Regions from separate parts of the Mus musculus genome. Here all the other regions are linked to region 1. Evidence: chromatin contacts called from public ChIA-PET and HiChIP or PLAC-seq data. All regions are on one chromosome and are shown on one strand. Each heading gives the region's core, a stretch centred on a gene start, on an enhancer-like site or on the middle of the called end of the contact. The rest is flanking DNA. Distances are from core to core; before and after follow the strand shown. Region 1 holds the start of Cd3d (CD3 antigen, delta polypeptide). Region 2 holds the start of 4833428L15Rik (RIKEN cDNA 4833428L15 gene). Region 3 holds the start of Fxyd2 (FXYD domain-containing ion transport regulator 2). Region 4 has its middle 26 kb from the start of BC049987. Region 5 has its middle 23 kb from the start of Il10ra. Region 6 overlaps Phldb1 (pleckstrin homology like domain, family B, member 1). Region 7 holds the start of Il10ra (interleukin 10 receptor, alpha).

The links. ChIA-PET counts read pairs in DNA pulled down with a chosen protein or histone mark. HiChIP or PLAC-seq counts read pairs in DNA pulled down with a chosen protein or histone mark.
Region 2: an H3K27ac HiChIP or PLAC-seq map of embryonic stem cells shows a contact between it and region 1, with 4 times the contacts expected there. The contact joins the promoter of 4833428L15Rik here to the promoter of Cd3d in region 1. A contact is called at or near these places in 3 of 39 promoter capture datasets (liver, pre-B cells and stem cell-derived epiblast-like cells) and 1 of 115 datasets of contacts at active chromatin or transcription factors (embryonic stem cells).
Region 3: an H3K27ac HiChIP or PLAC-seq map of embryonic stem cells shows a contact between it and region 1, with 2.5 times the contacts expected there. The contact joins the promoter of Fxyd2 here to the promoter of Cd3d in region 1. A contact is called at or near these places in 7 of 39 promoter capture datasets (the C10 cell line, hippocampal neurons, liver and 4 more), 5 of 115 datasets of contacts at active chromatin or transcription factors (bone marrow-derived macrophages, embryonic stem cells, large pre-B cells and 1 more) and 4 of 9 other capture datasets (adipose tissue, embryonic stem cells, liver and 1 more).
Region 4: an H3K4me3 HiChIP or PLAC-seq map of the SCID.adh cell line shows a contact between it and region 1, with 12 read pairs. The contact joins the enhancer-like site here to the promoter of Cd3d in region 1. A contact is called at or near these places in 1 of 39 promoter capture datasets (the C10 cell line), 1 of 15 datasets of contacts at CTCF or cohesin (embryonic stem cells), 1 of 484 Hi-C or Micro-C datasets (the G1E-ER4 cell line), 3 of 115 datasets of contacts at active chromatin or transcription factors (the SCID.adh cell line, effector CD8 T cells and embryonic stem cells) and 2 of 9 other capture datasets (liver and pancreatic islet).
Region 5: an RNA polymerase II ChIA-PET map of memory CD8 T cells shows a contact between it and region 1, with 157 read pairs. The contact joins the enhancer-like site here to the promoter of Cd3d in region 1. A contact is called at or near these places in 2 of 39 promoter capture datasets (embryonic stem cells and hippocampal neurons), 1 of 484 Hi-C or Micro-C datasets (natural killer cells), 3 of 115 datasets of contacts at active chromatin or transcription factors (CD8 T cells, effector CD8 T cells and memory CD8 T cells) and 1 of 9 other capture datasets (macrophages).
Region 6: a contact with region 1 is called in an RNA polymerase II ChIA-PET map of effector CD8 T cells, with 13 read pairs. The contact joins the enhancer-like site here to the promoter of Cd3d in region 1. A contact is called at or near these places in 1 of 39 promoter capture datasets (embryonic stem cells), 1 of 484 Hi-C or Micro-C datasets (the G1E-ER4 cell line), 1 of 115 datasets of contacts at active chromatin or transcription factors (effector CD8 T cells) and 3 of 9 other capture datasets (adipose tissue, embryonic stem cells and pancreatic islet).
Region 7: an RNA polymerase II ChIA-PET map of memory CD8 T cells shows a contact between it and region 1, with 224 read pairs. The contact joins the promoter of Il10ra here to the promoter of Cd3d in region 1. A contact is called at or near these places in 4 of 39 promoter capture datasets (hippocampal neurons, neural stem cells, pre-B cells and 1 more), 1 of 484 Hi-C or Micro-C datasets (granulocyte-monocyte progenitors) and 2 of 115 datasets of contacts at active chromatin or transcription factors (effector CD8 T cells and memory CD8 T cells).

What each region holds. Positions count from the first base shown.
Region 1 is chr9:44,980,336-44,983,515 of GRCm38.p6, forward strand. It overlaps Cd3d (CD3 antigen, delta polypeptide), which reads left to right and starts at 1,451. Exons shown (of 5, transcript NM_013487.3): 1 at 1,451-1,605. The coding sequence starts at 1,551. It overlaps Cd3g (CD3 antigen, gamma polypeptide), which reads right to left and starts at 96. Exons shown (of 7, transcript NM_009850.2): 1 at 1-96.
Region 2 is chr9:45,429,530-45,432,709 of GRCm38.p6, forward strand. 4833428L15Rik (RIKEN cDNA 4833428L15 gene) reads right to left here and starts at 1,703. Exons shown (of 5, transcript NR_040732.1): 1 at 1,616-1,703. Dscaml1 (DS cell adhesion molecule like 1) reads left to right here and starts at 824. Exons shown (of 33, transcript NM_001081270.2): 1 at 824-983. The coding sequence starts at 938.
Region 3 is chr9:45,404,567-45,407,746 of GRCm38.p6, forward strand. It overlaps Fxyd2 (FXYD domain-containing ion transport regulator 2), which reads left to right and starts at 1,524. Exons shown (of 6, transcript NM_007503.4): 1 at 1,524-1,600. The coding sequence starts at 1,564.
Region 4 is chr9:44,645,114-44,648,293 of GRCm38.p6, forward strand. No RefSeq gene overlaps it. Among named protein-coding and RNA genes, the nearest start is that of BC049987, 26 kb to the right of the region's middle. Within about 2 kb of position 1,483, at least 107 of the 459 cell types and tissues checked have an H3K27ac peak or open chromatin away from gene starts, as enhancers often do. A contact at or near this core is called in the G1E-ER4 cell line, the SCID.adh cell line and effector CD8 T cells, where this site is marked.
Region 5 is chr9:45,290,371-45,293,550 of GRCm38.p6, forward strand. No RefSeq gene overlaps it. Among named protein-coding and RNA genes, the nearest start is that of Il10ra, 23 kb to the left of the region's middle. Within about 2 kb of position 1,506, at least 36 of the 459 cell types and tissues checked have an H3K27ac peak or open chromatin away from gene starts, as enhancers often do. A contact at or near this core is called in CD8 T cells, effector CD8 T cells and memory CD8 T cells, where this site is marked.
Region 6 is chr9:44,690,065-44,693,244 of GRCm38.p6, forward strand. All of the region lies in intron 20 of Phldb1 (pleckstrin homology like domain, family B, member 1), which reads right to left. Among named protein-coding and RNA genes, the nearest start is that of Treh, 18 kb to the left of the region's middle. Within about 2 kb of position 1,732, at least 134 of the 459 cell types and tissues checked have an H3K27ac peak or open chromatin away from gene starts, as enhancers often do. A contact at or near this core is called in adipose tissue and effector CD8 T cells, where this site is marked.
Region 7 is chr9:45,267,622-45,270,801 of GRCm38.p6, forward strand. It overlaps Il10ra (interleukin 10 receptor, alpha), which reads right to left and starts at 1,528. Exons shown (of 7, transcript NM_008348.3): 1 at 1,385-1,528. The coding sequence starts at 1,451.

The sequences.
Region 1 (3,180 bases), core at 201-2,700:
TCTCCAGTAGAAGTATTGAGAGTCCCTTAGCCACCCAGCCACCCAGCCACCCAGACAGCCTGTGCAGCAGCTGGCCTGGCTCCACCCAGCATGCATTGAGCTGGGACTCTGAGTAGAGGCAATACCAGGTGTCTCCGCCCTCTCCTGTAGAGTGTGGGCAGCAGGGGCCCCAGCAGGGGTGTTGATGCTCTGACTTATCTCGTTTTCTCTTTTGTTGTTGTTAAGGCTTGCAGGATAGCAGGTGGCAGGGGATGAGGTTCTAGATTCCCACTTGGAAACCCCTTTACCACTAGAACCTCTATGCGCAATAGGTTGAAGACTCCACTGAGCCTTTTTCTCGATGACAGTGATGAATGTTCCTGCCTGTTCTTCTGGCTAGGTCTGGACTTGTTTGTCACTTGATCCCAGAACTCATGGGTTTAGGCAGAACTTTTCCATGTATGAGACTGGAGTTCTGAATGGAAAAGCATCTTAGAGTAGACCTTCCTTAAGAGATTTTTGACACTGTTCTTTTGAGAACATCTAAGTGGTACCCACCTAGAAGAGAACATCCCAACGGGACAACTAGCTTATTTCTTGGTGTATGACCCTGGGCTAGTTCCAGGGTCTCAGGCTATTGTCTCCTTTAGCCAGTCAATGCATAACAGAAATTCACAGAATTCCTATGTGATTCCAGGCACAAAGGATAATTTTGTCCCCAGACAGATGACCTTCTGATTATAGCAGTGTGGAAAGTTAGATCCCCACAGCACATGGTAGAAAAGTCTATTGTCTCCTGGGGAGGATCGATTCTACAAATGAGTGGATTGATTATATTGTTAAGAAGACTCTCATACTGAGATGGCTTAATGTGGCTGGCATGATGCAAACACTCCTCCCCCAATCCTTAGAGTGATGCTGAGGGAGACAAGCTCTGAGACACTCCATGCATGGGTACTATGTGCTGGACCTAGGATTCCGATGTCTGGATGAGGGCTTCTCAAGTCCATCTTCCCACTGGCTAGAAGCAGCTTGATGTGGTGTCCCAGAGTGTCCTGTGAAGGGTCCTGAGACTGATCAGAAACAAGAGGATCTGCTAATGTGGCTTGTGTAATAGTTTCTCTCAGTGGATCTAAAGAGGTGGCACTTCCTTGTTTGTGAGTAAATGTAGTTGTATTGTTCATAGGAAGCCCAAAATCTTCTTTGTTTGTTACCAGTGACTATTGCTATTTGTTTTTTGTTACCAGGAAAGGCTATTCTAAATTCCCTTACACTTCCTAGAATTCTGAACAAACTTTCCTCATAGTCTCTGCTTTGTATCAATCATCCCAAAATCTTTGCTTCAGAAAGAGCAGTTTGCACCTGTTTGTGTTTTACCCCACACCTAGCCCACTGTTGCTTTGACAGTCTTACACCATCAAAGGCAGAAGGTAGAGAGGCAGATTTCTTCTAGTTCCTCCCCCACTCTTCCTTTTTCTGAATACCCATGAGTCTGTTGGCGGAGGATAGTGCTAACCCTGGCTGATCATCCTGTGGCTTGCCTCTATTTGTTGCATGATTCCCTCTGGAAGATGGAACACAGCGGGATTCTGGCTAGTCTGATACTGATTGCTGTTCTCCCCCAAGGTAAGGGAGGCCTCTTCAGCTGTGTGGAGGATGGACCCGTGAGGGGCATTGTCACTGGGAGAAGTCCACTGGATAGTGCATCTCGTTTACCAAGCTGGGGAAGATAAAAGGGCAAGGCTAGGGCATAGGAAACAAGCATTCGGCTTTGACCTGCTCTAGTCAAGGCTCACATTGGTCGTGATGGTGTCCCCAAACTCCTTGGACCAGACATTTGTAGGAAATGGTTCCATATTGTATGTCCCTAGGCCTAAAACTAGTAATGAAGTTATACCCATTGCATCGTCTAAGGCAAATGGCCTCTTGGAGTAGGATTCTTGGTCATGTGACCACCCGGAGCCACGGCTCGGCTCAGAATTTAGAAGCGATCTTTAAGAGAAAAGTTAGCTTTAGCTGAATGGGAAGGACAGGCAGAGGGTATGTTATATTAAAGTCTGTAAGTCCTAAGTGCCAACTCTTTCTCAGTTTGTTTGCTTTTAAAACAGAAAAGCAGGCTGGGTAGATAACACGGGGGTAGGACTCAAGGAGTGCAAAAAACCCAAACCAAACAAACTCCAAAATAACACTGCGAAGCTCACATCTCAGAGCTCAGCCGTCCCAGGAAAACTGGGTCAAATGGTTACTCTAAGAGCTGTCCTGGCCACCAGAGATTTCTACTGGACGTAACTCCAAAGAAGACGGGACTTTAAGAGGAGAAGAATTACATACACCTCTCTTCTCCAGCATGCTCATATATGTTCCTGCTTCAGAGGCAGGGGCAGCCATTTTGGAGTTTTCTGGAGGGTGCTCTTTTGTTCAGATCAGTAACTAAGTAATGAAGCTCAGAGACACACAGACTCCAGGGAAGGCTGGCTGTAGACATAAGGCATGGCAGTGCCCTCTGGGCTGGGAAGGCTCACTGTGCCCACAGCCTTTCACCTCTCCCACCAGACTTGATGTACTTAGAGCCTCAGGAGCAGATTTGATACATATTGGTGGCCCTTTCTCCTTAAGCAAGCATGGCAAAGACAGTAAAAATTATAGGGGCACAGGAGGGACAGGAACCGCTCAACCCAGAAACTAGCTAGGGTTTGAGAATTTCAGCACAATTAATGTTCTCTGTATAAGTTGTCTACAAGCTGCTCTTTTCTGATACGGGTATTTTACTATGCTGCTATTTAAAATAGCAACAAGTCAGGCTTAAGGCTGGACTGTGTATGACCTTGGGCAGGGCCTCATTCCTCTCTAGAACATTCTCTAAGAGCCTCATAAATACGACTACTTTCTTTGTTTGCTGTGAAGAGCTCCTGCATCTGGCATACCCAACTCTAAACATTTGTTCCATCCATTGTAATTCTGTTTGATGCCCATACTATTCTGTGAACTCATTTAGGTTTCTTAACAACTCTGGGGACAAGAACTTCAAGACCCACCCAAGCAGTGTATTCAGCTGTTGTAAAGTAGATAGATGGTGCATCTCTTTCTGGGAAGCCATCCTGGAGTGTCTTTCTTAACACTCATGCTTAAAATCTACTTTAAAATATCCTTGTATTAATATAATATAAATATATTAAGATAAACCCGGTTCATCTTAAAGTT
Region 2 (3,180 bases), core at 453-2,952, 450 kb after region 1:
GGTGCCTGTCTCAGAGCTCAGCTGTGCTAGGCTTCCATTTGGTGGCTGATAAGGCACTCTCCTCACTTTGTCTTGACCAGACAGATTCTGCAAGGCGAGGAAGCTGTGATGGTGTGTGTGCAGGGGCGCGGGGGGTGTGGTGGGGGGAGGTTAGGGAGAGAGGGACAAAGCACACATAGAACAGGCATTATCTGTGCATTGTAAATGACTGGCTTTTTTTTTTTTAAGTATTAGGTTCTAGTGTATATTTGGACAGTGCTGGGGATGGGTGGTCTGAGACAGCTTCTCCAGGAAGCTGACTTGCAGAAGTGACTAAGGGTTTGGGAGCAACACGTACGATTGGGCATTGAGATATAGAGTACCAAATGTCTTCAAAGATTTTTAGCCCAGATGTTACTCAGAGCACCTATGCTCTCCCATTCGTGGAGGGAAACTGAGTCCAAAAGAAACAGCCAGCAATGGCTTTGAATGACCGGCCGGGCGAAAAACCCGTGTTCTTTTCCCCTTACATGGCAGACTCTTAGCACATGTATGACATATGCCTCTGTGCGACCATAGGCTCAAAAGCCTGCGAGTTACAGGGACCCCTCTCCTCTCTCGACCAGAGGAGCAGGATCGAGACTGTCTGGTCAGGGTCCCCACCTCTGTCCCCTAAGCTTGTGGGACTAAGTGACCCCAGGCTGGGGCTGGAGTAGCACTCACCACCCCGGGGTGTCGCGGGGGGCTGGGGCGGGGAAAGCGGCCGCCTAGCCCAGCCCCGTGGATGACAGGAGCCGGGGAGCCGAGGAGGGAGGAGCCGCCGCCGCGCGCTGGGCTGAGGAGCAGAGAGAGCGGGGCGCCGAGTGCGGGCGGCTGGGAGCGCGCTGAGCGGGGGAGAGGCGCTGCCGCACGGCCGGCCACAGGACCACCTCCCCGGAGAATAGGGCCTCTTTATGGCATGTGGCTGGTAACTTTCCTCCTGCTCCTGGACTCTTTACACAAAGGTGAGACCCGCGCTGCCGGCGGCTGGGCGGTGGAGGCGGCGGGGCTGGGATGCGCGCGGCTGGAGGCAAGGTGCGGTGCCCAGTGGGCTCCAGGTGCCCGAGTGCTGGACCCACTCGGGTGCATGGCGCTGGGTGGGCGCGAGAGCTGGGGCGGTTCCGAGAGAAGGGTCTGGTGAGAGTCAGCCTGGGACCGCTTGCCAGCCCCCCTGCGCCTGCCGTTTAGGGGCGCGCCCGTGGGGGGCGGTGGCAAAGGAACCCCTGGTTTTCCCATCGCAGCCCAGCTTTAGTTCTGCCCTGGCCCCCTCCCCCAGCCCCCAGCCCGCTCCCGCGGCTTGCTGGAGCTGGGACCCCGGGGTGCCCTGCGAGCCAGGTGGTCCTCGGACTGAGACTTCATCCGGGAGCCCTCGGTATTTGGGTCCTTGGACCTAGGGAAGATCACTCCTGCCGTAGCTTCGTGCGCCCCTCGACCGCCCTCGACCCCCGCCCTGGCGCAAATGCCGGCGCACCGCATGGCGCTTATCCGCGCCTGGCTGGGTGCAGGGCTGGGGAGCTAGGGGTCCCCAGGGGTGGGGGTTCCCTCGGACACCAAGTTTGTTCTTCAGACCCAAGAGTCGCCATCACCTATGTCTCACCCCTGTACCCCAGGCGCTGGCTCCGGCTTCTCTGCGTCTCCCTGACCACCTTAGGCAGCGCGCCCCAAGGTGCAAGACTCTCCGCTCCGGCGCTTGGCCTGCTGGACCTGGGGACAAGTGTTCAGACTGGGGGGCGTGTCCCTTTCCCGGGAGAGAAAAGGTTGCTAGGGGTGGGTCCAGGTGTCCGGCATGTCCAGACCTGCTCCCGGGGTTCCGTGCACCTGATCTGAGAGGCAGCCGGGACTGAGGGGTTGGCAAAAAGCAGGCATTTTCGATGGTTAGCAATCTGGGCACCAAATCGACACTTGGGCAGCGCGGGCAGTTGAGCTTCTAGGCTGTGGTAGAGGACGTGCCCCCGGGCGCGCAGATGGCAGGAGGGAGAGGAGGCGGCCGAACTCCGCGCCCTTGCGCTGTAGAGCACAGACGCTTCTCGGCTTTACCTGCTCAAGCCTCTAACTTTTCTCCTTCGCGCCCAGAGGGCAGCTTCTCCTTTCGCCCCCTTTGCATGGGTTGGCCTGGTCCAATAATAATTCTTGCCCCTCTAGGCAATGGAGAAGGACAGCCAAGAGCCCGGGGGAGGGGTCTAGTCCTCTGCTAATGCCTGGAGATGTACGGAGTTTGTAACCTGCCAGAGCCCAAAGCAATGCTCGGTAGATTAAAGGAGGAACCTAGCCCTTATTAGTGCTATGGCCGGGTCAGAGCCAGTCTGATGGCCTACTCAGAGCCAGTCTGATGGCCTAGTCCACTGGGATTCTGTCCAGAAGATACGGGTGCTGGGTAGCGGGTGGCCTCAAATGGTGAGCAAAGTAATGGACTTTCTCAGGCCAAGGGGGCCACCGGGTAACACACCAAGGCTAGACTTGCTTGCTTAACTCCTTGCCCCCCTGGACTCCTAATCTGACCTCTTCATCCCACCTGAGAGCAACAATCTTGCCTCCTGCTTCCAGTACACACCACACACACACACACACACACACACACACACACACACACACCACACACACCAATTTTCTTTCTTGGGGCTCTTCCTGCTTCCCTCCACCCTGGCAGGCTGGTTTGGCTCACAGCTTTAATTACGTTAATATTAAATATACATAAGGTGAGGAGCGGCTTTCTCTCTCCATAGCTCTCACTCCAACCCCCTTCCCTTTTCCATTTGTCAGGCAAGGAACACGGACCAGAGCTGTGGCCACACTCAGTTGCTTTGTCCCTAACCTTGCTCCCAGGAACAGCCCATTTCTCAGCCCTGCAGCCTCCTTCACAAATACCTGCAGGACTGCACCCACCCCCACCCAGGAGCGCTGCATTAATAAATGAAGCCCCAGTTATTTGATAGGGAAGGAGCAGATGGGGGTGGGGGTGGAGAAAGGCCCAGAAGGCCACAGGGCAACAGCTGGAGGGGCAGAGCCCTCTCCTACGCAGGCAGGAAGTTGCCACAACTAGGTCTTGTGGGTAGACAGGAGTTACCAGGTATGGCGGCCCTGGGTGGCCTTTGGGTCTGCAGATCCTTGGCTCCCTTGCCATTCAGAGCACCAGCATCTGTGCTGGGCGCCAGGCAGCCTTGC
Region 3 (3,180 bases), core at 274-2,773, 420 kb after region 1:
AGCCCTTCCTCTCAGAAGGACTGACTGCACCAGGGGAGCAAATATCTGTCTGTCTGTCTGTCTATCACCTATCCATTCATAAATCCTTTATAGATCTAGCTATCCTCTATGTAGTTTGTATGTATGCATGCGCATATGTATATATGTATGCCTGTATGTATGTAGCTATGTATGTGTATATATATGTATTATGCATGCACTCATCCATCTATCTCTATCTATCTATCTATCTATCTATCTATCTATCTATCTATCTATCTATCATCTATCCATCTATCCATAAATCTATTATCCATCTTGGTATCATTTCTCCATCAACCTATCACTTATATAGCTTGTATGCATGCAGGTATGCATGCAGGTATGTATGTATGTATGTATGTATGTATGTATGTATCTATCTATCTATCTATCTATCTATCTATCTATCTATCATCTATTTCTTGTTTACCTATCACCTGTGTATCTATTTATATATCATCTGCTAGTGTTGGATATTAGCTTCTTGGAGGCCAAGTCGACCATCTGGAACCCAAAGAAGACTGTGGTCTTACAGAATCCACACCATAGTTACCAAGGGGATGGTTACAGTGAGTGCAGGACAGGCTGGGGGTGGGTGGGTGGGTATGGCCATAGCATTTGAGCCCTGGATCTCAAAGGATAGCCATTATTTGTCTTCAACTCTCACTGGATGTTTGACCTTGGGCCTCAGCTTCTCCATACCTCAGATAGCTCATGTCAAGAGAGGAACTAAAGCAAAAGGGAGACAACAGCTAGAAAATGCTTTGTAAGCCCTAAGATCAAGCTGAGCTTCTTCCTGAAAGAGTCATAAGCATATGGTGACAGCCGCAAGAGGGAGTGTTGGGCATCAGGATAGGACATTAGTCAGGGATGGTGGAGGATTTCAGACTGAGGTGTGAGTGGCTAACTGTGGTGGCCTCGGGACCAGGATAAATAAAACAAGTCAGGACAGGCTGTCAGGGACAGCAGTGCTATTGAGGCTGATCCTGCTGGGGACCCAAGATTCACAGGACTGTGGTAAGAAGGGAGCCAGGCCGGGCTCCTTAGGAACACGGCGGGGAGACATGACTGCCCCATGAGAATGTAAGCTGTCACGGTGCTATCCACAGGGCCTTGCAGGAAGCTCTGGAGGCTAAGGGACTTGGAAGTCCCCATCCCGACCCAGGACCCCTATCTATACTTCCCATGTGCCCTTCACCGAGAGTGCATCTTGAAATTCTCACTTCCTCATCTCACTCCCAGCTGCGGCTTCCCCGGCTGATGGAAGAATACTGTTGCTGCCCATCCCAGCCCTGCTCTCTGGAAATTTCCTCTGGGAGGGGCTGGAGACCTCAGGCAGCTCCTCCCTGCCTCTGGCTCCCCCCATACCTCCCCTTGCCTGGGTCAGCAAGAGCCCCTCTGGGGACACTCAGCCTTTCTTGTGACTGGGGTAAATATTACCTGACACTGTTAATATTTAATGCCCCCCCACCTCTGCCCTGGCCACGGCAGACACTGTCCCCATAGTAGAGGCCACAGGAAGACCGTCGTGGAGAAGCCCCGATGGCTGGGGAAATATCAGATCTGTCAGCGAACAGTGGTGAGACTGGCAGGACTCTGCCTGGGACTGGCTCTGGTGGGCAGCTAGACCCCTTCCCTCTCCTGTTCCTTGGAGTTCCCCAGCCAGTGGCTCTCTTAGAAAATTAGCATTCAGAAGGGATCCTCAACCCCACCCCCACAGAAAAAGAGCAGAATAGCAGAAGTTGGAGCATCAGAAGTGTGTGTGTTTATGTGTGTTGTGTGTTTGTGTGTGTGTGTGTGTGTGTGTGTGTGTGTACGTGTGTGTGTACATGTGACTTTGTTCTGGGTGACAGGGTGTTGTTCTGTAGCCCAGGTTGGCCTGGAACTCATATAGCCCAGAATAACCTAAAATTCACTGCATTCTTCCTGCCTCAGCCTTCCACGCCCTGCCCAGTGTGACTTTCTCATCTTGGATGGAGAACTAAGATTTCAAAGTGGTCAGGGGCTGCCGGGGTTGGAGATGGGAGGAGCAGCCCTTTAGCTTAGCCTTCCCCAGAAGGCTTAGGGTCACAAGAAAAGCCCAGCGTTTTGAAATCCACAGACTCAGGCCTGGAGCCCAAGAGGACCCCTGCCGGTCCATAGATGTTGAGTTTTCTGACCTAGAACACTGGTGGAAGAGGGACTCATTAAATGCTTCCTGAAAGGGAAATGGGGGTGGGGTGGGGTTTGGGGTCCTGTCTTGGATCTGGCTGAGGCTGATGCTAGCTCCCCATTTGACCTTGAACATGACGGAAGTGTGGGAAGACTTTCTGCATGGATGCAGAGCCTGGGTCACTGTGGCTTCTCCTTAGATTTTGACCTTTCTGAACAACCCATACCTGAGGTTCACCAGCACTGACCCCCTCTGGCTACTGGAGGGATCTGGACTCACCAGACCCTGCGGCTGGCTGATCACTACAGGGGCACAGTTCAAAGTTGCCTGGGAATTGTTAACTTTTTCATCCCTTTAGAAAAGGCCCCGGACAAGAGGGGCTCCAGCAGGGCAGCAGAGAGTACAGCTGGCATGGAGTGGGGAATGGGGGTGGTGTGTGTGTGTGATTGTAGCTTTGCTGGCCATTGTACTACCAGCTATCCAAGGGTAAGTGCTCTGAGCTCAGGCTGGCAGAGAGCAGAATATCGGCTTCCTTCAGGGTGAAGGAGCCACAGGAGGCAGGGCCAGGGGCAGGCAGCTTGGTCTGAAAAAGTCTTCTTCCTCTATGTCACTTGAAAGGGAGCCTAGCACGTAGACTCATAGTGACGCTTTGCCTGGGTTCAAATCCCAGCTCTGCCCCTTACTCGCTGTGTGGTTGTGGGGTGACTTACTTACCCTCTCTGTGCCCCAGTCTCTTGTGGATGAGAGGGAATAACAACTGTGCCTCAGGTTGTACGAGCTGATGCTCAGACCATTTTGGCCGGGAATGCACAGAAACTAAGTGCTCCTCCTGCCCGTTAAGTATGTCCGGAGGACAGTGACACAGCAGAGTAGAAGCTAGGATGAGTCAAGCCCTGATTCTGCCTTCCATTTCCACTGTGTCCTTACGAAGACTCCAGTGGGCCCTTGATTCCTTCTCCCGTTCCTTGAACACAGAGGCTCTGCTTTCCGCCTTAATTTATTTCAGA
Region 4 (3,180 bases), core at 233-2,732, 340 kb before region 1:
CAGCATTCGGAAGACTAAGAGCCACTGTCCTAGAGGGACCTTAGCAATGGACCCCAGGGTTACCATTGCTGCCATGAAACACCATGACCAAAGCAACCTGGCGAGAAGAGGGTTTATTCAGCTTACCCTTATACCTCACCATTTATCACCAAAGGAAGTCAGGACAGGAACTCAAGCAGGACAGGATCCTGGAGGCAGAAACTGATGCAGAGGCGATGGAGTGGTGCTGCTTACTGGCTTGCTCCTCCTGGCTTGCTCAGCCTGCTTTCTTATAGAACCAGGAACCAACCAGAATGGGCTAGGCCCTCCCCCATTAATCACTAATTAAGACAATGCCCTACATTGTCATCTAAGCCCAATCTTATGGAGTCATTGTCTCAGCTGAGGCTCCCTCCTCCCTGATGACCCCAGCTTGAAACAAGTTGACATAAAACTAGCCAGCACATAGATCACGTCTTAGTCAAACTTTCTCTCAAGCTTCAGTGGAGTATTCCTCAGCCACGCGACAGGGACAGGCTGCACAATAGGGCAGGAGGCCAGCTGGAGCATCTCCACCCATAAACAGGACAGGCACCGCCCTCAGCTGGCCACATGCAGTCCTTCTGTCTCACAATAGCTTCTGAAGAGAGCTACCATTAGTCCTGCTTTGCAAAAGAGGAAACTAAGACCCCAACAAACCGTAGTGACTGCAATGGACTTATGGAGACCAAATGAGGCCAAACCAGGGCCTATCTCTTAGGCTCTCAGTGAGAGTGGCCTCAGCAATCTCAGTTGAGTGGTCTGGGGACAGGCTTGGCTGGCCCTCGGCATAGGTGTCTGTGTGGCCAGAGTGGCCGATGGCTTGCAGGTGGCACTGATTGAAAGTGAGTAGGAGGTGTGAGGACCACAAAAACTTCACCACAAAAAAGAATTGTCACGGTCGGGACCGGCTGGGCCCTGGCCTACCTTTACATCTCTCTCTTGTGCTGTTTCTCACCACAACAGAAACTGCTTATCTGCAGGTGCGTAGCTATTCTAGGAGAATGAACGGTGTGTGGCTTCCTATTAGTGTTCAGAGGATCAGTCACACCACCGAGGCCTGCGGTCCCACGGCTCTGGCCCCGCCCAGCACCGGAAGCCTGCAGCTCCGCGGGCTGGAAGCTGATGTTTAGGGCCAGCCTGCAGCCACACTGGCCCTTTCCCCTCCTGCCGAATGGGGCCAAACCGCCCAGCCTGATGGGAGATTTTAGTTTTCAAATGGCATTCTAGTTGGCTACATATAGCGGGGCACGGCAGAGCAGGACACGTGGGGCAGTTTAACAGTTTGCTGTCCATAGATATCTTGTCACGGGTCATGACCTTGACCACCTCAGCACCCCAGGACTGGGACAAAGAAGTCATGTCATTGTGGCATCACCAAACATCCAGAGAACCAGGAGCTCCTTGCCTGAGAAGGCCTTGAAGTGCAGGCGGCTGAGACAGGGGCACACCTGACAGGCAAGAGTGAGGAAGGTAGCTGTTCTACACCAGCAGGGGAGCAGCTGCTGGCATGCCTATGTAGACAACACAGCCTTTAAAAAGTATTTCTTTTATTTTTTGAGACTATAATATCACTGTGTCGTTTCTTCCTTTCATCCCTCCAAGCCTTCCCATACACACCCCTTCTTTCTTTATTTCAAATTCATTGCTTCTCTCTCTCTCTCTCTCTCTTTCTCTCTCTCTCTCTCCCTCTCTCTCTGGTTTGGTTTTTTGAGACAAGGTTTCTCTGTATAGCCCTGGCTGTCCTGGAACTCTCTTTGTAGACCAGGCTGGCCTCGAACTCAGAAATCCACCTGCCTCTGCCTCCCGAGTGCTGGGATTAAAGGCGTGCTCCACCAAGCCCGGCTCATTGCCTCTCTTTTGCATAAATTATTGCTCTCTCTCTCTCTCTGTGTGTGTGTGTGTGTGTGTGTGTGTGTACTTAGATACATAAATACAACCTGTTCAGCTTGTAGAATGCTACTTGTCTGTATGTTTTTAGGGCTGAGCACTTTTAACTCTTCCTGTAGCCTCAGCTGGCCACAGATGAGGCAGGCATGAATACGGAACAGCTCCAAATGGGGCTGCGGTGATGGCACAGACCCCAGAGTGCCTGCCTCACAAGCTGCAGGACCTAAGTTTGGATCTCCAGCACCCCGCCGGTGGTGGCAGTGCCGAGGAGGCAGAGGCAGGAGCATCCCTGGGAATTTCTAGTCCGCCAGTGTAGTCAAGTCGGTGAGCTCTGGGATCTGTAGGAATACCTTCCTCAGACACCAAAATGGAGAGCAATTGAGAAAGAGTTTTCACGCTGACTTCTGGCTTCTGATACACGCACTCCTACATGCACAGAAAGAGACAGAGGACAAGACCTTGTCACCTGGCTGGAAATGTTATGGACATATGGGTCCTAATGGGAAGTGGGGCTTGGGGGGAGGGGGTTGTGGTTTTTTCTTTTGTTTTTGTTTATTTGTTTTATGCTTGTTTGTTTGTTTGTTGTTTTTCAAGACAGGGTTTCTCTGTGTAGTCCTCACTTGTCCTAGAACTTACTCTATAGACCAGGCTGACCCCAAACTTAGAGATCAACAAGGACCACTCTGCAGAGGGTGCCATTAAAGATGCCACTCAGCCGCAGACAGGACAGAAATCTGAGAAACAGTGACTTAAATAGGGAGGAAGTGTGTTCATCTCATTTGACAGGAGCCTAGGACATTAGTGGGTTAAAGAGACTGTGCAGCACAAGAGACTAAAGCAGGAGGATGGCCGTGAGTTGGAGCCAACCTGGGACACTTAGTTCTTCACCGGCTTGCGCTATGAGAACTTATCCCAGAAAAAAAAAAAAAAAAGCAAAACCATGGCTCTAGAGAGTCTGTACTGCTCTTCTGAGGACCTGAGTTCCCAGCACTCATGTCAGGCCCTCACAACAGCCTGTAAGCCCAGCTTCAGGGAGCCCAGTGCCTCTGACCCACACGGGCTCATCCACACACAGACACACTTAAAAATAAGACTTAAACAAAACGCCTTTAATCCCAGCACTTGGGAGGCAGAGGCAGGCGGATTTTTGAGTTCGAGGCCAGCCTGGTCTACAAAGTGAGTTCCAGGACAGCCTGGGCTACACAGAGAAACCCTGTCTTGAAAAACCAAAAAAAGACCAAAAAAAAAAAAAAAGACTTAAACAAAACAAAC
Region 5 (3,180 bases), core at 256-2,755, 310 kb after region 1:
CCAGGCTGCCTCGAACTCACAGAGATCCATGTGCCTCTGCCTACCAAGTGCCAGGATTAAAGGCACGCACCACTATGGCTGGCTTACAGTGCATTTCTTGTTGGCAACAAGTAGTTGACTCTTACCAAGCCTTGCAACTACTGCCTTTTAATTTATATGTAAATGATTGTTGACAGGGTTAGACTTCTCCCTGTTTCTTTTAACCTCATCTCATCTTTTCTATATTTCCTGTTTCCTGTTTGTTTCCACCATCTCTGGATGGATGAAGTAATTTCACCTTCTCTTTGCTAGCTTTTTTTTTTTTTTTTGAGACAAGGTCTTGTGTAATCTAGGCTGTCCTTAAACTTCTGACCCACTTGCTTTCCCCTCTTGAGTGTTGAGATTCAGGCATGTGCCATGTGCCACCATAACCAGTTTAAATAGGAATGGGAATCAAACCCATGGCTTTATGCATGCTTGGCCAACACTCTCCCAACTCAGCTCTATGCATATTCTGACTCTGTTATTGGGGTGAGCTTGGCTGCTCTTGAGGTTATATACGTGACTTTACTTCCAAGTGGTCATGTGACACTTTCTTATGCACAGTACAAGAACCTATAACACACGTGTGTCTCTCTCTTCCCAGCTTTTACCCTACTTTTGTTTTTACATATATTTTAAACCCCCACAATAAATCACAGGTTTCTTTTAGATTTAATAGTCTTTTGTAGTTAAAAGGGCTTTAATTATTTTTTAAGAATTACATTTACTAACAAAGTTACTACCATCCAAAGCATTCCGAGGCCCACTATGAAGGCCCCTGATTCCCACACAGTATCATTTCTCTGTGCTCGAACAGTTTCCCTGAGCAGTGTGGCTCACCTGGGGAAGTTCCGTTAGCTTTGATGCATCTGAAGAGTTTATTTTTAGGAGGCAGTTTTGCTTGGACTGTGTTTTGTTTTCCTTTTAATGTTTTTTAAAGTATTTTTTAAAATTTATTATATGTATATAAGTACATTGTAGCTGTCTTCAGACACACAAGAAGAGGGCATTGGATCCCATTACAGATGGTTGTGAGCCACCATGTGGTTTCTGGGAATTGAACTCAGGACCTCTGGAAGAACAGTCAGTGTTCCTAAGGGCTGAGCCATCTCTCCAGCCCCGTCCTTTTGATGTTTTAAAGATGGTACCGCATAGTCTTCTTTCTTGTGTCATTCCTGCTGGGAAATAAGCTATCACCTATCTGAACTCTTCCTTTGTCCTTAAGAAGCCCAAGCAGCAAGGCTCTAGTGGGGCTTGGCTGCAGCACCTCGGGACAGACGGTATCATGGTGGGAGACCGTGCGTGAGGCAGATGACACCACAAATAGGAAGCCAGAGACCTGGGGAAAACTAGTAAAGGCCACCTTCTGGGCTCACCTCCTAAAAGCTCTACTTTCTTAGGACATCCCGACACTGAGGGCTGTGCAGATTCATTTATATTCAGAACACAGAATTGTAGTCGCTACTCTATACCACAGTGCCTCAGAAGCTGGTGATATCATGACAGAGAAAACGCCCACTAAGCCTCAGTATGGTTTGGTGAATCTTTACAAAGGCATAGAATTTATACCACAATCGTTTTCAGTTTTGAGTTCTGAGGGTTTTTTTTCCATATATATGGAAACCACACCTGTACATGCACACGCACACACACACACACACACACACACACACACACACACACCTATATGTATGTGTGGTTTTACTTTCAGTCTAGGCTAGGCTGGAGCTCAATTTGGCAATTCATCTGCCTCAGCCTTCCAAGTTCTGAGATTACATCTTTTTACATGTCTGCATAGCTCTCTTCTGGCTATCTGTCTTTTCAGCTCAGTAACAGAGAATGACCATTGATGAAACATTCAATCTGCCCCCATCCCAGCCCTGGCACCCTCTTCAACGTTCCCCAAATCAGGCACCTATAAAGTTGACACCTGGTACAAGATAGACACTCTGAACTCTTGCTTACATTGACTGTTCAGTGTTTTGAATTTTATTTCTGAAAATACCACATCTACCTAGTCAACTCCTCTCTTAATTGACATTAGATTAAAAACTCTCACTTAAAGTGCTAAGATAGATGATCCTTGTGCCGCCCACTCCTTGGGAGCTCTACAATGGCGTCTTCAGGGCGGGCTGTCACGAGAGGGATTTTGTGGCTAAGGGCCATGCATTTTGTCGAAATGCATTTTGAGATTTAATTTTGCAGGTGAAGTTTTGTTTTGTTTGGTTTTAAGATCATTTCCTTGGAGGAAATTTCCAGAACCCAAGTGACAGGGTAATGGGTCATAGGAGTGTTGAAAGACTTGGCTGTACATCATTAACAAGGCAAGCATTTTGAAGCCTGACTGGGCCCTCCCTTCATAGCTCTCTGGGTGGACTTGAGCTTTGCTGAAGGCTGGTTTTACTTGAGACAGCCAAGGAGGAGAGAACACTGGGCCATTTCTCAACTCTTGAATAGCTAGAAATCTGGGGAATTAATAGTGTCATCTGGGGAACAAGGAGGCTCATATCCTGGGAGATGCCCTGTCTCCCAATGTCCTTCTATCCATACTGGAGGCCCATTATCTCCTCCTTCCTACCAGCATGTGGAGAGTACCTCACAGCCTGGCAGCACCTCCTATTGTTTTTATTCCCAAAACTAGGATGGAGCCTGGCACACATCTATGTATGTGTATATATGTACATATCTTTGATATATGTATGTGTGTGTGTGGAACCCAAATATATATTATCCCCAAAAACACATTTCTAAAAATGTTTAGTTGTTGAATAAATGAATACCTGCTATCTGCTCTGTAGTTGGTACTGATAGTATTTCATTTGCACCTATAATATTACTTAATAACCTCATAAACTCAGGGATTGGTTGGCTTCATTATCTCCATTTTTCAAGATAAATACATTGACAATCAAAGAGGGAAGAAACTTAATTTTTTTGTTTGTTTGTTTGTTTGTTTCGAGACAGGGTTTCTCTGTGTAGCCTTGGCTATCCTGGAACTCACTTGGTAGACCAGGCTGGTCTCGAACTCAGAAATCTGCCTGCCTCTGCCTCCCAAGTGCTGGGATTAAAGGCATGTGCCACCATGCCCGTCGAAAAAACTTACCTTAAGCCATACCCTTAACACACTTCAAGGGTAACATGAGACCTCAGACACACCAT
Region 6 (3,180 bases), core at 482-2,981, 290 kb before region 1:
CAATGTGGGATACAAGAAACAGTGTCTCACTTAAAAAAAAAAAAGTTAGCCTCGCATGGTGGCACATGCCTTTAATCCCAGCACTCGGGAGGCAGAGACAGGCGGATTTCTGAGTTCGAGGCCAGCCTGGTCTACAGAGTGAGTTCCAAGACAGCCAGAGCTATACAGAGAAACCCTGTCTCGAAAAACAAAACAACAACAACAACAAAAAAAACCAAACAAAACAAAACAAAATTTATGTTACCTGTGCTTGGTGGTGACTTATTTCTCAAAGTAAACTTTTTATGTTTTGATTTTGAACTATACAGATATGAATCTCGTGTTATTCAAGAAAATAAGGAAGGCAGGAGTAAAACTCAGTTGGCTGCTTGCTTGCCTAGCACACATGAAGCCCTGGGCTCCTAACATCACACAACCCCGGCATGGTAGGGCTTGGGGCTGCTCAGCGTTGAAGAGCTCCCACTTCAGACAACTCGAGAACCAGACGGGTGCGTGCACACACACACACACACACACACACACACACACACACACACACACACAATTTCAGAACTTGGGAAGTAGAGGCAGGAAGATCAGCAGTTCACGGGTTACCATTACCATAGCAAATTCAAGGCCAACCTGGGCTATGTGAAAGTCTGTCTCAAAAAGGAAAACCTAAAACAAAACGAAAAACCAAACTAAACAAAACACAGAAGGAAGCAGCCACAGAGCTGGGGATGCATGTAGTGCTAGCTCCGTGGTGGGCGGGGTTTGCCCCACCTCTGAGGGGCGGGGCTAAGAAGAACTGCCGTACACTGATTCCTACTGGGCTCTTTAGGCCATTCTACTCCCTTCATGTGAACAGCATAGAGCATATACATTGCACACAACATTCAAGGTCAGGGAGGAGGGGAAGGGAATGGGAGGGGGAGAGGGAGGGGGAGGGGAGCCGTCAGAGCAGAGGTGAACACTGGGTGTGGAGGAAGGGAAACAGGCCACTACAAACACCGATCACATGGTACAACTGCCACCCTCAGCCACCAGCTCCAGGAGAGGATGATACTAACCACTGAATTCAGAAGTGACAGCTACCAGTAAGCTCCTCTCATGGGTCCCTCTCCACTCCCCACACTCCGGGTTACTTCAGGCCCAGTTCCCTCCTCCCTCCGGCCTCCTGAAGGTCCTGTCCTAGCCTCTAGCCCTGCCTCTCACCTGACCTGGTGTTGAGGAATGGGTTTTAAAACCTTCTCTGATGGTTCCTCTTTGGGGAACCAGCTGCCTGTGTGTGCCTGGCTCACACTGCCGCCAACACATCCTTGCCTCGCAGCCTCCCCCACACTGAATTAGGTGGAGTCTCTTGAGATTCTCACTGTCCCCTTAGCAACCCAGCTCTTCACACCCCAGGGCCATCTCCCTCCTGTCCACAAACTCCTAACCAAGATCCACTGCGGGCCACTGCAACAGACACCACAGATTCTCAGCACAGAGCTTGCAACACTCAATGTGAACCTCTGTCATCCACACCTATATCCTCCTCCAACGGCAACAGCTATGTGCCAGGCACAGAACAGGCGCTCGCTTGCTCGTGGCAGGATGACTGAGTCCTAGGAACTGACACCTGCAAAGGGATCCTAGGCTCTTGTGCTAGGAAGTTACAACGTGGCGAGGAGGTACAGGCACACAGCCTAGTTGCTTGCCAGCGTGGCTTGGAGCTCAGGAGTACTCTGCCACATCTGAGGGAAGGAAGAGGTGTGAAAAGCAAGAGCCCATTCAGAGCACCCAGCATAGTCTGGCACGGAACTCGGCATCTGTCACTACAGCATTACACTCCGGGCTGATGTCACACAGCAAGGCAGGGATGACTGCCGGAGTGCTGAGGAGGGTGGGAACGGTTCCAGGTAAGGTGAGCGCCTGGAGGGGTTTACCCACGCTAATCTAATGTGCTTTCCTGTTGTAGGAAGGAGGAGGGCGCGGGTCCAACCGGCAAGCCACACCCAGGTCCTGGTGTAGCCCTAAACCCATCTCAGCATTTCCTCCTGGCCATCCTCCAGTGGTATTGTGCTCTGCCCCCCTTCTTCTTTCCCTGGAAATAGTAACAGGGAAACAGCAACCTTCGTACACTCTGTCCCGCCCACCTATCCTTGGTCTTGTGCAATCTGACTTCTGCCTGCTTGCATGGTGGAAACCCTTCTCTCCACAAATCTCAGACCCGGAGTCAAATGGCCTTTGGGCCACATCCTGCTTGACCCTCTGGTGGTATCTATCATGGCTGGTGACACCTTGGGCTTACAAATGTCTGTTCCCTTGGCTGGCTTCCTTCTGTTTCCGCTCCTCGTCTAAACGTGGTCTCCTTTGTTTCACAGGCATGAACCAAGATTGCCTTTGCCAAGCGCCAGCCCAGCACCTGGCGCACAGTCAGAGCCAGCTTCCTGCTTCCTTTTCTGCCTCTGCTGCTTTCTATCCTGCCTCTTCTCCACTCGTGGCTGCTCCTCCCCTCTCCTCGGCCTTGTCCTTGCTGAGAGACTGTGGGCAAAGGCTTTCTGAGCCCTGTTAAACTCGTTATACGTAACGGAGGTGTCAATATAGCGCTTTTGGCAAAAATTAGATGAGCCGATGCATCCAGAGTACCAACCGTTCAAGTGTCTGATGGACAGGCCCTGAATTTCCTATAATTATTACGCCAAGACTTTCAACTAGGGTCTGCCTCCCAGCCTAACCTTTTCCCTGGACCTAGCTAGACGCATCTCAGCCCCAGTGTGTCTGAAGTGGCTCTGCTTCTCAGGCTGACAACGTCCCTCTAGCTACACTCAGGCTTGTGTCTCTCCACATCCAGGACCCATGTCGACTGGGGAAGGCTTCTCCTTTTTTTTTTTTTTTTTTTTTGAGACAGGGTTTCTCTGTGTAGTCCTGGCTGTCCTGGAACTCACTCTGTAGACCAGGCTGGCCTCAAACTTACAGAAATCCACCTGCCTCTGCCTCCCAAGTGCTGGGATTAAAGGCATGCACCACCACACCCGGCTGGGGAAGGCTTCTTAAAAGGGCAGAAAGTCAAGAGGTGCAAGCAAGGCCCTGGGCCTGGGCATTCATGACCTGGAAGCCCTCCCCTTTCCAGGCTCTTGGTAGGTAGGGCTGTTTTCCCCAGCTTTGCAGGTGGCGGGGCTGAGTGACTGGTAGGCAAATGTGTCACACATTACCTCC
Region 7 (3,180 bases), core at 278-2,777, 290 kb after region 1:
CCCTGGCTCTCTGGCCAAAGCCTGTTCCTGTTCTAGCGACATTCCAGGACTGAGTTCTCATCCAAGCCATGACCCTTGACCTTATCTGGATCCGTAGGCACCCTGCTTGTCTACACAGACATCTTGTGGTCCAGGCACAGGGTATCCCCACAGTCCCTAGTTTCTAGGAAAGCTGTAGCTCAGACATGGACATCAGTATAATCAGATGCCTAGGCGAGCCTCAAATGGAGACAATGAACGTCAGCGGTCCAGCCTCCTGGCCTCCTCGAAAACTCAGCTGTGAAGTACCTGTAGTCTCCCACTCTATTAGTTCTAAAGAGCTGACACAGGAGCCTGGAGCTAGCAGCTTGCCAGTATGACCAGGAGCAGAGGAGTGACCCCCTTGAGATCCTCTGCCCTTTTTGTAACAATACAATAAGCATTCCTATTGAATTCTCCTGATGAGTTCTGCGGGCTTAAGTGTGTTGCAAGGACAATAGCCCTTGTTCCTCTCCAGCCTTCTTGACCCTTTAAGATGTCTCCTCTTGAAGGCAGCTCTGCAACACTTTCCTTCTCCAAACTGCCAGCTCTCTGAGAGTCACAGTTCTCAGTTCTCTTTCAGTGACCCTGTCATTCTCAGAAAACATACTTGTCCCAGCCCTTCCCCCCCCCCACCCCTTTCTTTGAATCTCAAGGTTGTGTTTCAGTTGCAAAACTCTGAGAGGGGGAGTGAAAACCTCAGCCCGTGTTTGTGATGTTCAGCGGGGCACATCCCCAGTGCCTCTGTAGATAACATGACTGACTGTGCTCTTTTTACTTTGAACTCCTGTAAAAGTGTGTTTTGGGGTCCCCGGTCTTCGTACTTCTGTGCCACTTGGTCCCTCCAACTCTCCACTTTTTCATTCTCTCCTGGGCTACAGGAACCTAGCCTGAGCTGAGGAGTGGGTAAAGTGTGTGTGTGTGAGGGGGGTGGGCAGCAGGCAGCGGAGATGAATTGTGGGCTAAAGACTAACAGGGTGGTCGGGAAGGGTGGGCAGAAAGAAGGGATGGGGTGAGATGGTAGGGTTCAGGGAGAGGAGCCTAACTAAGAAGGGGCACGATCAGACCCACGGAAGAACCAGAACAGCCGAAAAGTGAGGGCTAAGTTATGGATTGTCCGGAGGTGGTAGGATAATGATTTGAGGAACAAGGGTACGTACAGGACGGAAACTATAGGCTTTACCCATCCATCGCTGGCCACTCCCAAACAGCCACAGTTAATCTTAGCCTCCTCCACTTAAACAGCAGGTGAGCCGGAGACCGTTTTGCCAGCATGAAGGAGCTGGGGCGGGACCCCAGCCCATCCAAGCAGATTCTCCCGCGAATGTGAACTTTAAAGCAACAGAGCGAGCGCTGGGGAGCCTACCGTATGCAATGAATTCTAGGCTCAGGCTGGAGATCGTGACGAGGAATGGGAGCAAACGCGACAACATCCTGGGCGCACAGCGGCATCGTCCACTGGAGCCGGCCTTTACGCCTCCGGCCGGCGGCGTCCTGAGAACTGAAGACTGCCGCTGGATCCACAGGGCCAGCTTGACATCAACCTGAAGGCGGAGCCTCGTTGCTCCGCCCTCAGCCCACGGAGCTTGGGAACCTCCGCAGGAACCTCAGCAGGCAGCGAAGTCTAGCTAGTTCTGGGGCATTTGTCTCAAGGTGAAAGAGCAGCTGAGGCTTTCTGTGGCTGGGCTCTTAACTCTCACACCGACTGGACAGCCTGTCTCCCCTCTCCCTCCCCCTCCCCTTCCCCTTGCCCCCTTCCCCTCTCTGTTGTAGCAATTGGAATTACTGACTGGGCCAGGAGCAAAGCACAAGCGTGCAGGTACATGTGTGAAAGTCCTGGGACCTCTATGCAGGGCCCTCTGCTAAGCCAACAGTGAGGGAACGTCCCTACCTGACTCTTGGTGGGAGTCCATGACACCCCCAGGCCCTTTAGGTTGTTCTTGCCCTAAATCTGCAGGTTAGAAGTGTCAATAGGCGCCTTGAGGGACCTGGTATCACTCAGATGCCTCTTCAGTGACCAGGACATCTGTCTGCCCTCCAGTGTCACCAAAGATGTTAATTGTGTGAGAGACCAAGCTTTGTCCACCTGACTTATTGGCAGGTGGCGCTGATACTGTGAGTATGTCACTTACATGATTTTCAGGGATCTAATTGTGAGGTGTACAGCGCCCGTGGGGTCATCTGCCAGGTACATATTCATGCTATCCTGGAAGCCCTGTTTTTGTTCTGAGGAGGCACAGAAGCCAAGGAAGGGCTGGAGTCACTAGGATGCCCTTGCTCTCAAGAAGTCACTTTCTATTCCCCTCAGAGCCTACCTGTCACACGGAAGACACTACTGCCTTGAGAAGGCTTGGCCAGCCATCGGTCTGCAAATTGCATGATTCTCAGTGCCAATACCAATCCTGCCTCCCATCAAATTAGAAACTGACTGAAAACAGTATGAGGTATTTGTTAAATTTTTCTTTTTCTTCCTGGAAATTGGATTGGATGGTTCTCCGGTGTGAAGTTCGTAGATGACAAAGTACTGTTACTATGTCAAAGATTTGGGCAACCTCTGAACCTGGAGAAGGACCCTCCAACTTGGGGGTGTCAGACACGAGCACTGCCGTCGTGACCTGAGAGCTAGTGATGCACACCACCCCCTTGGCTTGTGGAGACACAAGCTTTGTCTAAACACCGTGGGAGTGGATAGTGCTATGTCCAGTGGCCTAGACAGAGGATGCCAAGTGGAGTGGGATCATGTTCTGTGCCGAGGGAACTCACTGGGAAAGGTGCTTGTCTGTGAGGACTGGGCTGCCCTAGCTATTCAGCTAGTTGGAAGTAATATCTGTGAACCATAGCATCGAGCACACACACACACACACACACACGCACACACACACAATCAGTGAGAACCACACTCAGGGATACCCTCGTCACTGTGAATACCCTCATGTCAGCCATGTTGGAAAACTTCAGACTTCTTAATGTGGGAGGACTTTGTTTTAATTGCTGTTCTGCACTGCCCATCCTTCCGCTGGTAAAGCACATATACTGCTTGGCGTGACACAAGTACCCAGGCGTGACGCAAGTACCCGGGCATGACTTCTTAGTCCCCGTTTACCTCTTAAAAAAGAGGACACTGCGGTGTTTCTTCCTCAGTTGTCTTCCTTTTAGTTTTTG